2 separate regions of the Callithrix jacchus genome follow, and region 2 is linked to region 1. The links are chromatin contacts, called in public Hi-C maps. All regions are on one chromosome and are shown on one strand. Each heading gives the region's core, a stretch centred on a gene start, on an enhancer-like site or on the middle of the called end of the contact. The rest is flanking DNA. Distances are from core to core; before and after follow the strand shown. Region 1 holds the start of GBF1 (golgi brefeldin A resistant guanine nucleotide exchange factor 1). Region 2 overlaps GBF1 (golgi brefeldin A resistant guanine nucleotide exchange factor 1).

Region 1 (6,764 bases), core at 1,993-4,492:
ATAAAGGCATGGGTTTTCCAGTACACCACAGTCTCCGCTATTCCAAATACATTCCCATGTAATTCAATTCACTCATTTACATTACCTGCCTGGTATTTAGGCAGGTGAGCTTGTAACCCCTGGTTTATATGATTGGCAAATCATTACTGTGCCATCATACTTAATTTCCACTACTACTGGAACAAATCATCACTTCTATGATTACTTCTATTATTATTGGGGTTCAAATCAGCACAGTGCTCAATATTTTCTTTTTTATTTTATTTTTTTATTTTTCCTGAGAGTATACCAAGTAAAATATTTTCATTTAATTAAACAACTACAGTTGAACATAATGAAATACAAAAACAGAATAACAGCTAAACATTAGCCCATTATATTAACATAGCTCTTCCAGCCTGAGGATAAAATTAACCTCCCCTTCTCCCTTAAATTCAATCCCCCCATTAACCCACAACAGAATCATTCTAATCAGTCACACACAGCCACAGGGATACAGAGTGTAATCAATCAATGAGAAGTGTCACACAAAGATTAGGATGATCCTTGCAGTTAATACTCTATAAATAGAGTCTCCTCAAAAGCAAAAGCTGTCTTCTTCCTCTCTAGCTGCCCACAGCGGCCAGTCTAAGTACCCTATCAATGAGCTTATTATGTAAAAGTGGCAGTCATCCTGACTTCTGGAACACGGGGAAATAAAATAGTAGTGGAACTTTGAGAACTCTGAGCTGAAACTGGGATTGGTGCCCAGCTACTTTGGAGATGTGTCTACAACCTGAGTTCCCACTGTGCCAGTGAGCATCACTGTCAAGACTGGAACACACTGTCTATAAACACCATTAAAAAGAAGCTCAAATACAAGTTTAAGACTTGTATTTGAGCCAGGTGCTGTGGCTCACACCTGTAATCCCAGCACTTTGGGAGGCCAAGGTGAGTGGATCACGAGGTCAGGAGATTTGAGACCATCCTGGCTAACACGGTGAAACCCTGTCTCTACTAAAAATACAAAAAATTAGCCGGGCATGGTGGCACATGCCTGTAATCCCAGCTACTCGGGAAGCTAAAGCAGGAGAATCTCTTGAACCCAGAAGGCAGAGGTTGCAGTGAGCCGAGATCATGCCAACTGCACTCCAGCCTGGGCGACAGAGCAAGACTCTGTCTCAAAAAAAAAAAAAAAGACTTGCATTTGAAGGATGAATTTTCTGATTTGTGGGTGGGAGTGGGAATTATTCCCATCTAGAAAATTATTCCTATCTAGAAATGACAGGATAAAAAAAAGAGAGAGAAAACCTTTTGATGCCTCTATAGTCACCCTCGGGCTCAGAGACTAGATTGCCTGTTATGCAAAGCATATCAACTCAACAGGGCAATGGCCCAGGTGAGCAAGGCAGGCTCATCAAACCTGGGTACCTCCTGAACTATGTCATTTCATTTGCTACATTCAACTACTTTTTGGGGGTGGGGAGAGGGGAGGAATTCTACAACTTAGATCAGCAAGTTAAAATGCAAATAGTTTCCTGTACCATTTCCATCCCACTAATTCTAAATCAACACACATAAAGCGTAAATAATGCCATCCCCCTTCTCCCAACGCACATCAAAATTCAATTTCATAAGGGCAAAGGGAAATTATGAAATTTCAAATTCATAAGGGCAAAGGCAGGAAAAACTGAGTTCAGTCATTCTAAGATCCTAAATAATTTTCTAACACCATGAGGTTTTGATCCTCCTAGTTCCTACCTCACCATGCAAAAGTGCAAAGTGTTCCTGACTGCCAGGGCCAAAAGCAGGCCACAAGTCCTGATCACATACTGAAACTAATCCCATATACAGATAACATTTATTGAGTGCCCACTACATACCAAAAGGCATTAGGTTGATCCTGCTCTTAACCTACTACATGCTCCAGCTAGGCTACTGCTCATACATGCTACTACTTTTAAGAAGTGCATTAACTGAGCAATCCCAAAGAAGACCTTTCCATCTGTATCCTCCACAGGGCCTAGAGTGCCTTGTATACCTGAATTAAAGACATACAAGTTTCCACATTGCGCATTAAAAAACATCATCTACACTATTCCTTATTTCTAAAAGCACTCTTTCTAAAAGCATTCTGCTGCTCTTACCCTACAATTGGCTGAAAATCTCTCATGACTTTTTGCCCACTAAAAATAATAGGCCAACAGTATGAAACTTTGGCAGTATTCTCTGCTCTCAGTCAAATATGTCATAATAGAGTGGCTTCTTTATGATTAAACCTCATCTCGTTAGTGAAGACCTGGGGAAAATATGTCAACAAAAACATATACCAGAAAAGAATACCTGTGAAAGAGTGTCTAAAGGAACAAATAGGCCCAGAAGATAAGTCTAGTGTTTACATACAGACCCAGACAGGCAGCTGAGCTGTCCAGTAAGTAAGAGGGAAGCCTTCTCATAGCCCAGTTTCCTGTGCTGCTATAACCTCAAGCCTTTCACACATCTGTCTGCTGACAATCTGATTCTAGGTGCACTAGCTCATCATCCAGTATTAACGAAGCAGTTCCTTTGTATTAGTGAAGCAGTCACAAAGAAGCAGACGCTGTACACAATCTGGAGAGCCTTTCATATCTAAAGTCTGAAAACCCATAAAAGTAGAGACAATGCTCCTTAGGTTTGCTTTCAGCTTTTGAGTACTGGGCTCTTTAGGATGCAGAAAGCGCTGGAAAAGAGGAGCTGAAAACTAAGTCAAGCCTGGGAAAATAGAAGATTTGGGCACCTACAAAGGATCAGCAAAGAGAGCAGAAATCGCCCCTCCTGAGGCAAGGGCCTGACCTTTGCCCCTGCATACCTCCCTGTTCCCTCCCACAACAACCCTTCCCTCGTCTTATTCCTGTCCGCTGCGTCCTTAACCCACCCTGGCTCGCCCAATTTAAGGGTCCTTCCCCCTAACTCCCTATTGAGATGTCAGGGAGGCCTTCACGACACCAGAACTCTAGGAAGAGACTTCGCTGACCTGTCAGCGGATCCAAAATGGCGGGGCCTAGTCCCAGGACCGGCAGTCGCTGCTCATGTCCAGCCCACACCCCGGAGGCGTCTCCGAGCAGCTCTCCCGGCTCTGGTAGCAGATGGGAGAAGAGAAGGAGCTCGTTTCCTGGAAATTGAGGCCGAAATCAGAGTGGGAATGCACAGTCCGCTAGGATGAGTCGGCCGGGACGGGCAGTGGAGCCGGCTACCTTCCCTGTCAGCTCACTGACGTGGTAACTAGCCTCAGTCTAGCCCGCTGCCTGGTAACTGCACGAATCTTGCCAGATGCAGCCAATCATAGCTTTGCACCGTGAAAAGTAGCATTCCGACTCTCCAATCGAATAAAGGAAATTGGCTTCAGGAGGCGGGTAGTGCCTAAAGAGGCGAGATTACAAGGGAAAGGGTAGGTAGGGGACAACCAACGGATACGAGTACTCTCTGAGTGACAGTTTAAAAATCCAATAAAAAATTAGGAACTGTGCTGGGCGGTTAGAGAGGTGGAGTAGGTAGAGTTTGGTTGCAGTGTGCGGTTTGGCAGTGGCTGCTGCGCATTACGGGCTACAATTGGCTGGAAAGGGGCGGGGTCCGTTTTGAGAGCTTGAGCGGGCATCCTTATTTCCCTGTCCACGTACTATCAAAGTTACCTGGGCCAAGACCATACTCCTTGAGGGATCACTCCTTTTCGAGGCAACTCTGGGCTTCCTTCATCCTAAAACAAGTCCAGCGATCTATTCCGCACCCTCCTTTCCTCGCCCTCTCGTCCACCTTCCCGGTGTGGCTTCTCACAGTTGTGTCTGTCACGTCCCAACTCTGTTTCAGCGCCTTCTGCCCCGTTCCCATTATACAGAAATAGAGACAATAGCAAGTAGCAGAAGCCCTGGATATCTAATTTAAGTCTTTTCATTTTACATCATAGGAAACAGCCCCAGGGTGGAAGGCTGGGCCCAGGTTCACATTACTAGTAAATAGCAGAACAGAGAGATAAACCCCTGGATCTCCTCACCCCCGGTAACTCTTTTCACTGCCTTTTGTCACCTCTTATGCCTTCTTAGTATATAGGGCTGCGACTCCCGGTTGCCTCTCATACCAAGCCTTGAACGGGCCTTACCACCAGGCAGAAAGCTAAATACTCTGCTTAGCCCACATTTTCAGTGATAGGAAACAGAAGTCTTTCTTGTTTGCTTTAGAAACAAGAAAGGGGCCTGAGGGTTGGATGCCCACCTGTTTTCACTCTCTTGCCCCCAGCTGCCTCCTCCATTTGCAAGAGATGATAGAGGTTTCTAAGCTATTTAGAATTACCTGTGTTACCTGGAAGTGAGAATGTGTGGAAAGAGAACAAGAGATGGGTTTTCTCCTAGCAGACTGAATCATGAAATTCTCAGCCTGTTTGAGACACTAGAGCCCCAGTGTCCCTGCAGACCTGGAGAGACTGCTGGGAGGCAGTGAAAAAAGATACCAACTCTTCCATACTTCCTCCCAGTTATGGACAACTCAAGTCCAAGGAAGCTCATAACCACATAGGAATGTAGTCTCAAAACCATACATCTAAAGACCATCCACGTGCTACGATGCTCTAGTTTTTTGTTTTTGGCTCTTTTGTTTTGTTTTTTGTTTTTTGTTTGTTTTTGAGACGGAGTCTTGCTCTGTTGCCCAGGATGGAGTGCAGTGGCGCAATCTTGGCTTAATGCAACCTCTGCCTCTGCCTCCTGGGTTCAAGTGATTCTCCTGTCTCAGCCTACCAGGTAGCTGGGATCATAGGGGTTTTCCACCATGCTAGGCTAATTTTTATATTTTTAGAAGAGATGGGGTTTCACCATGTTGGACAGGCTGGTCTCGAATTCCTGACCTCAGGTGATCCTCCAGCCTCAGCCTCCCGAAGTGTTGAAATTACAGGCGTGAGTCAACACTCCTGGCCACAATACTCTAGTGTAAAGCACCCATCAGACCTGACATCAGACCTGAAGAACCCCTCAATAACTCCCTACACCTGCACTTTGGGCTTCTGGTCAGTGGGTCCAGCTGAGGATCTAGCCTCTTTCACCCAAAGAGAGTCAGGAAAAGAGGATATACCATCATAGCACCTCTTTCCACATTACCTCTGAGCCATTTTCTTCGTCATTTGAAAACTGGAAATTGGTGTCCTGGGCCTGTCTCAAATTGAGAGGTCCTGGAGAGTCCACTGGAAAATTCTCTAAGTGGGCCAAAACTTCCTGCTCACCCATATCCACTTCCACATGAATACCTCCAGAAATTCATCATTCTAAAAGCATTCGATTGTCCAATAGAGATGGAGAAGAAAGAGATGACAATTCCCTTGTCCCTCCTAACCACTAATCATCATCTTACCAGGCAGAACATCTTCCTCATAGATTTCAATGTGACATATTCATTGATATTCTACATTATGCCTGGGAATAATAGACATGGTCCTTACCCTTCTAAATTTTAGTCTCATAGTGGACAAAACATAAGCTGATCGCTTCAATATGGTGGGTGGTTAATAGAGGTTATACACAGAAGGGAGCTGGAGGCTAACCTGAGAGTTCAGAAAAGGCTTCCCAGAGAAAACAAGGCCTGAGTGGAACACTGGAGGAGTAGGAATTTACAATATAAAGATGGGTTACTTTTACAGGAACCGCCAGAGGTGTGCAGGAAACTACTAGAAAATTGGAGATGAAGACAAGGTCAGGTCCTGAAGGTCTCGTATGTCAGCTATACATACAAAAGGGAGCTTGACCTTTATTCTGAGTCAATACGTGACTGTTCAGATTTGCCTTAAGGGCATATTGTGTGACTGAGCTTAGGCTCTTGGAGCACCCAAGCAACACATCCTAACTGGGAGAAGAGAAGGAGCCTGCTTCCTGGAAATCGAGGCCAAAGTCAGAGTGAGACAGTACAGTCTACCAGGATGTTCCTTGGACATCGATCCTGTCCCTTGCAAATTCCTAACCAGCAGGCACCACACCTTGCCCGCAGGACTTAACTTGGTACCACCAGCGGGAAACCAGCCCTGCCAAAGGAGGGAGAGCACAGCCCAAGCAAAACGACAGTGCAGACTGAAAGGCAATTGGTCCATGCATTTGGAGTGCCCAGCCCAAGCCCTGAGATCCAGCAGAAACCTTCTCTTAATTGTTTTGTGCGGGGAGGGAGGTGATAGTTACTTGTCCAAGTTCATTCGGTGACGGTGCAGTTCGTGGCAGCGTTGGAACACCCCTTTGGTTTGTCTCATTCCAAACCCTGCTGTCTCCACGAAGTCACCTTCCTTGGAGAAGAGGGGAGAAATGAAGAGGAGGAAAGATATGAAGAAAAAGGAACAGAAGGGAAGAGAAATGAGTGTTTAAAGTGGCAGAGGAGGGAGAGGGGTAAACAGTAGGAGCGAAGCGGCTAAGGAGAAAGAAGAGGAAAGAAAGGCGAGACGTAGGAGGATTGGAACAGAGACAAAAGGGAGGAGAGACGGACAGCGACAAGTGGAGAAAATCGGCGAAACTTGAGCGGCAGAGAAGTCTGAGCGCTGAGACCCGGCGGCCCCGTGCGCCTTCCCACCTGGCGCCGATCCACTTTGCTCGGGGTAGTGGCCCAGCCCCACTTCGCCGCCAGCCAACCCCTTTTAACTGGGGCTATCGGGACCACTCTACTCTCGCCCACTTGGCTCTGCCAAAGCGTCCTAGCCCGAGCGCGGTCTGTGCCACGTGGGGAGGGGCGCGGCCCAGTTACTGAGGAGCGCTTCTGATTGGCCAGAGGGCGGTGTTCTTGGCGTCTCG
Region 2 (6,764 bases), core at 2,029-4,528, 97 kb before region 1:
GTAGCTGGGATTACAGGCATGCACCACCACACAGGGCTAATTTTGTAGTTTTAGTAGAGATGAGGTTTCTCCAAGTTGGTCAGGCCGGTCTCAAACTCCCAACCTCAAGTGACCTGCCTGCCTTGGCCTTCCAAAGTGCTGGGATTACAGGTGTGCCTGGGGCCCAAAGACCCCTTCTTTAGTTTTATTATTTAAAGTAATATGACAATGAGCAAGAATCCTGTTTCCAGCTTAACTAAACAGGCACTAGGAGAGAAAAAGAGATAAACAGGACTGGAGGCTGACTAGCTAGGGAGTAGGCAGGAGGGAGGATTTCAGCTGTACAGAGTAAGCGGGGAGAAGTTAGAGGTCAGACAGTGAGCACCAAGCTGGAAATGAACACAAACGTTATTAAGAGGGGAGCTCAGCTCCCATACATGTGTTAAACAGCCAGGAGGAGTAGCCAAATAAGTTGTCACCATCAAGGTCTACAAGGGTCCTGCTGAGCTCCTGCCCTAGGTCTGCTCTGAAGGACCCTTTCCAGGGGTGTTTAGTTCTAAAAGGGGAGCCTAAGTAAGGGGAAAGGGCAGGCATATGATAAAGCTCTGTGGGTAACAGAGAAAGCTGCTCCAGAGGTGGCATGGAGTAATGCAGGAACACCTCCTAATTTTAGTAGCAGGGATTATAAACTATTGTTTAGCTGGGCATGGTGGTGCGTGCCTGTAGTCCCAGCTACTCGGGAGGCTGAGGCAGGAGAGTTGCTTGAACCCAGGAGGTGGAGGTTGTGGTGAGCCGAGATCGTGCCATTGCACTCCAGTCTGGGTAACAACAGCAAAACTCTGTCTCAAAAAAAAAAAAAAAAAGAATAGAAGAATCCTAAAAGCCTTTGATCTTTCTGATAAGCGCATAGAAAGATGCTGTCGTTTGTGCCTCCCCTCCTTGCAGCAGCTGCCTGAGAGGGAAGGGCCCCCTCTACTGTAAGCACGTGATTTGCTTGATCCTATCAATCATGTCAGATGAGTCACTCTCCTTATCCTGCCCCTCTGCCTTGTATACAATAAATATCAACGCGTCCCAGCATTGGGGGCCACTACTGGAAGATGCAAGGATTCTCCTCTAGAATCTCCCGAGGAGAAAGCAGCACTGCCAACACCTTGATTTTAGGACTTCTGCATTCCAGAACTATAAGATAATAAGTGTGTATTTTAAGGCACAAAGTTTATGGTCAGTTATTATAGCAGTAAACAGGGAACTAATATACCTTTGCTTCATTGCCAGTGTGTGGCCCACAGCAGGTGCTCAATAAATGTCGAAAAATAAAAATAAAATAAAGTAAGCTATTGTTGTTCTTTTTTTTTTAAATCGAGACAGAGTCTCACTCTGACACCCAGGCCAGATGGAGTGCAGTGCCACCATCTTGGTTCGCTGCAACCTCCGCCTCCTAGGTTCAAGCAATTCTCCTGCCTCCCCAGTAACTGGGATTACAGGCACCTGCCACCACATCCAGCTAATTTTTGTATTTTTAGTAGAGACGGCGTTTCACCACATTGGCCAGACTGGTCTTGAATTCCTGAGCTCAGGTGATCCACCTACCTTGGCCTCCCAAAGTGTTGGGATTACAGGGGTGGGCCACCGCACCCAGCCCATTCTTTTTCCTGGTCCCTGAAATGAGGGAGTTCCTGAGCCTAAAGCTCAGGAGATGGCTAAGAACTCAAACTTTTTTTTTTTTAAGACAGGGTCTTGCTCTATCACCGAGGCTGGAGTGCAGTGGTGTGATCATGGCACACTGCAGCCTCGACCTCAAGTGATCCTCCTACCTCAGCCTCCTCAGTAGCTGGGACTACAAGTGTGTGCTAACATGTCAGGTGAATTTTTGTATTTTTTATAGAAATGGGGGGATTTCCCCAGGTTGTCAGGCTGGTCTTGAGCTCCTGGGCTCAAATGATCCTCCTGCCTGGGCATTCCAAAGTGTTGGGATTACAGGTGTGAGCCACCATGCCTGGCCCCCAAACATTTATCTTGCAATGATAAGCCAGAAGACTTACTAATTGTGAATGTTTTCCTCTTTTTCTTTTGTCCTCATTAGCATCTGACACCATATCAAGACCTCCTATTTACAGCATCCTTCTATTCAGCACTGTGAGTAGTTAGAGGTCATGCAGAATAAAGCCAGTTTCATGACATATAGTAAAATGGGGTGACCCAGCTCCTCCTATCATACCAACTCTCCACATTTCTCCCAATCAGCGCGCGCGCACACACACACACACACACACACAAAATCCCATACTCTCAAGGCCCTTGCCCTAGTCTCTATCTCAGCCCTGCCTGACAGTCCCTACCCAGGCCACCAGGGCCCACACAGGAAACCCAGGTCCTTCTCAGTGTTGTGTAGCATTTCAGAGCTAAGTGAATAGTAGTCTTGTTCCCAACTCATAAGGCTCCTGGGGGTCCATTTCTTCCTCTCTTTCAGCAATCTCTCTTGTTAAGGTGTCTTCTAACTTATTATTTTGAATAAGGCACTCCTCCCATCCCCCAACCAGAATAGGTTCAGAGAGACTTGGTTAGGGTGGTTTATGCTCTACTGATATCTTTATAGTTCTTGTCCCCTGAGGTTGAATGAAGTAGCCAAGTTAATTTTCTAAAAAGGCAGGTAAGGGCTGGGCACAGTGGCTCACATCTGTAATCTTAGCACTTTGGGAGGCTGAGGTGGGCAGATTGCCTGAGCTAGGAGTTTGAGACCAGACTGGCCAACACAGCGAGACCCCCATCTGTACTACAAATACAAAAATTAGCCAGGCATGGTGGTGCATGCCTGTAGTCCAAGCAACTTGGGAGGCTGAGGCATGAGAATTGATTGAACTCAGGAAATGGAGGTTCCAGGGAGTCAATATCATGCCACTGCACTCCAGCCTGGGCAACAGAGTGAGACTCTGTCTCAAAAAAAAAAAAAAAAAAAAAAAAAAAAAAACTCCATAAAAAATAAAAATAAAAAGGCAGACAAGAATGACAGGTCTTTAGAACCATAGGCAAGGCTTGCTAGCAAGCCATGAAATCAGTGGTACAAAAATTCTGGTCTGGCCACGGTATGGGGGCAAACAAAAGGCCAGTCCTTAAAGGAGGATCTAAAATAATCTCTGAAACCTTGGATTACAGGAGCAAGAGGCGGGAGCTTTCTTCTAGAAGAACAGCCTAAACCCTTCTTTAAAATGTCCTCCTCTTCTGGCTACTCTGGAGCCAACTTGAGGGAAATCTGCCAATGCCATCTCCTTTGCATTTTTGCTTTCATATACTCCTTCCTGCTCCTTTTCTCATGCTCACTGCAATCACCACCTCTAGCATTCTCCTTTCCCACCACAGGAAACTCCAATGACCAGCTGGCCTCAGGTCTCCAATGACCAGCCTGACTGCCAAGTTCAGGAAGGGGAGAGAGTAACACCAACAAGACAGCAGAGGGAAAAGGCACAGCAGGGGCAGCCACTGGAGGCTGTGAAGAGAGATGACCTGCAGGTGGTGCTCAGCGCAAGGCTGGAAGTGATTGGGCCTGATTTTGTTTAGGAAAAGTATGAAGCTAGGACTAGGGTGTCGGAGAGGCTGACGCACCTGTTCAGAAGCTAGCTGGTACCCAGGATTCCTGCTCAGGAATGCAGGAATGAATGCATCAGCTAAGCAAATCCAACATTTCTAGCATAGATAAAGGGTTTTCTTGCCCTGAATTGAAGACTATTTCTTTTTCTGGCTAGCTAAAGCCTGAGCCTAATCTTTTCTTGTCTCCCTACTTAAGAAACAAAGACAGTTGCCTGTTTTCTGTGTTCTTCATCCTTGTACATGGGCTGCCAATTGGGGAATATGAATTCCCGAATTGAGTGTCAAGGCCAATGAAAAAAGGAATCCAAAGAAATATACCATAAACAAATTTAGAGATAACCTATAGGTTAGAGGAAATATTTGGCCTAGATTAGAAGTAAATATTTGTAATGCTATGATAGGCAATGGGTTAATATTCCTACTATACAAAGAACTCCTACAAAGTGACATGAAAAACAAAAACAACTGAAAAAAGTAAGTGGGGTGGGAGCTAGGAGGACAGTGGAGGGTGGGGAAGGATGCCTGACGTAGGTGACGGGAGGATGGAGACAGCAAACCACCATGGCACGTGTGTACCTATGAAACAATCCTGCAAGATCTGCACATGTAGCCCTGAACTTAAAGTACAATAAAAAAAAAAAAGTGAAGGAGAGGAAATTCAAATGTTTCAACTGCAAGAAATTAAAACAACAAAAGGCTAGGTGCAATGGCTGATGCCTGTAATCCCAGTACTCTGAGAGGCTAAGGCGGTGGATTGCTTGAGCTCAGGAATTCAAGACGAGCCTAGGCAACATGGTGAAACTCCATTTCTACTAAAAGTACAAAAACTAGCTGGGTGTGGTGGCATGTGCCTATAGTCCCAGCTACTTGGGAGGTGGATGTGGGAGGATCACCTGAGCCTGAAGGTCAAGGCTGCAGTGAGTTGTGATTGTGCCACTGCACTGCAGCCTGGGTGCAACAGAGCAAGACCCTGTCTCAAGAAACAAAACAAAACAGAAAAACCCCACTTTTTACCTACCAAGTTGGCACAAATAAATAAAAATGATAATATTCAGTGCTGATGACAGGGTGGGAAAGTGGAAATTCTCAATTACTGCTGGTGGAAGTGTAAATGTAACTGATATAACCTTTTGGGAAAGCAACCTGGTAATAGCTATAAAAATGCAATATGCACATGGTCTTTAATCCAGGAATCCCAAGGTCAGAGATTTTTCATACATAAGTAAAATGAGTAAATAAGGACATGTGATCAAGGATGCTTATATTAGCATTATTTATGACTTCAATAGGAAACAATCTAAATATTAAATATTAATAAGAATGAGCATATGAATTGTGTTATATCTATATTACACTATGGAAATTATATAGCCCCTAAAAGAAATCATACAAGGGGCTGAGGGAATAGGGAAATGGGGAGTTATTGCTTAATGTTAACTCCCTAATATGTTAAGTTTCTATTTGGGGTAATAAAAACGTTTAGAAAATAGATGGTGGTGATGGTTACACAAATTTGTGAATGTGATTAATGCCAATGAATTGTAAACTTAAAATCATGGAAATGGCAGCTGGGCATGGTGGCTCATGCCCGTAATCCCAGCACTTTGGGAGGCTGAGGCAGGCCTGAGGTCAGGAGTTCGAGACTGGCCTCACCAACATGGAGAAACCCCGTCTCTACTACAAATACAAAATGAGCCGGGGGTGGTAGCACATGCCTGTAATCCCAGCTACTCAGGAGGCTGAGGCAGGATAATCACTTAAACCCAGGAGGTGGAGGCTGTGGTGAGCTAAGATCACACCATTGCACTCCAGACTGGGAAAGTAAAGTGAAACTCTGTCTCAGAAAAAAAAAAAAAAAAAAAAGGAAATGGCAAGTTTTATATAAATTTTCTACAATATAAAAGAATAAATCAGATGACTCTATCATGTACATTTAATACTACTAAGTGAAAAAAGAAAATATGTACCACATAATCCTATTTTTATTTCATTTTAAAAAGGGATGATACTTCATTTATAAACACACAGAAAAACATACAGAAAGATTCAAACTAGGCTGTTAACACTATTTGCCTAAAGGCAGAGGAGGAGCATTGAGAAAGACACAGGAGGGACATTAACTTTTCTTTTCATCACCTCTTGTTTGTCTTCTTACAATGTGCATTATGTCTGAAAAAGTAACTTTAAAAATAAACCTAACCAAATCTCAAAGGGTAAGGTACCACACCCTTAACTCCTCCCAAAGCATAGAGAAGCCAGAGTACCAAGGAAAGCTCTTCTCCTACCCTTCCCACCCTGAACAACGTGAGTCAGCTAGCATGATGAGTAACCAATAACAATCCTATTTCTCTTCTACCAGAAAAGAGATGGCTGAGAAAAATTTCCCACTATCACCAGTTCATTGCCTAAGGCCCGAGCACCCTGGGAGAGGTGGGAAATGAAGTACTGTGGTCATGCAGCAAAGCCAGAGCTCTTACCTATGAGTGCGTAGGACAGGAACTTGTTGACAGAGGTGAGTGCCAGTCCAGTGATAGGGCCAGTGGTATCTTCAGAGCGAATCACTTCCAGAAAAGGACGAAGGAATACATTGGGCTCAATCTCAGAGAGTCCTGCAGGAAAATAAACAGAAATGAAGAGATACCATCTAACAAAAAGCTAAACCCTGGAGAAAGGTCCTTCTTCTTTGTGCCATGAGGCTAAAGGTCTTTGTTGCTGGGTGATTTTCTTCCCCCTAGATTACCTGGAATCAAATCCCAGACACTGCATCATTTTATCTGTAAAGTTTTCAGTATGTAGATCTAAAAGATTAGGAATCTTAAAAAAAAAAAAAAAAAAAAAGCACAATGTTATCTTTTTTTTTTTTGAGACAGAGTCCTGTGCTCTGGAGTGCAGTGGCATGATCTCCGCTTACTGCAAACCTCCATCTCCACCTCAAGCCCCTCAGCCTCCTCAGTAGCTGGGACTACAGGCATCTGCGACCATGCCTGGCTAATTTTGTATCTTTAGTAGAGATGGGGTTTCACCATGTTGCCCAGGTTGGTCTTGAAGTCCTGAGCTCAAGCAATGTGCCCACCTTAGCCTCCCAAAGTGCTGAGATTACAGGCGTGAGTCACCATGCCCGCCCAACAATATTATCATACTTAAAAAGTTAACAAATGGTTAAAATGGTAAATTTTGCATTATATGTATTTTATATC

What was found. Hi-C and Micro-C count contacts between places; a contact is called where the count stands out from the background.
Region 2: a contact with region 1 is called in a Hi-C map of skeletal muscle, with 5 times the contacts expected there. The contact joins the enhancer-like site here to the promoter of GBF1 in region 1. A contact is called at or near these places in 3 of 3 Hi-C or Micro-C datasets (induced pluripotent stem cells and skeletal muscle).

The regions. Positions count from the first base shown.
Region 1 is chr12:95,233,522-95,240,285 of calJac240_pri, reverse strand. It overlaps GBF1 (golgi brefeldin A resistant guanine nucleotide exchange factor 1), which reads right to left and starts at 3,242. Exons shown (of 39, transcript XM_078346385.1): 1 at 2,993-3,242.
Region 2 is chr12:95,330,150-95,336,913 of calJac240_pri, reverse strand. It overlaps GBF1 (golgi brefeldin A resistant guanine nucleotide exchange factor 1), which reads right to left. Exons shown (of 39, transcript XM_078346385.1): 4 at 6,045-6,176. Among named protein-coding and RNA genes, the nearest start is that of NFKB2, 55 kb to the left of the region's middle. Within about 2 kb of position 3,278, at least 2 of the 16 cell types and tissues checked have an H3K27ac peak or open chromatin away from gene starts, as enhancers often do. A contact at or near this core is called in skeletal muscle, where this site is marked.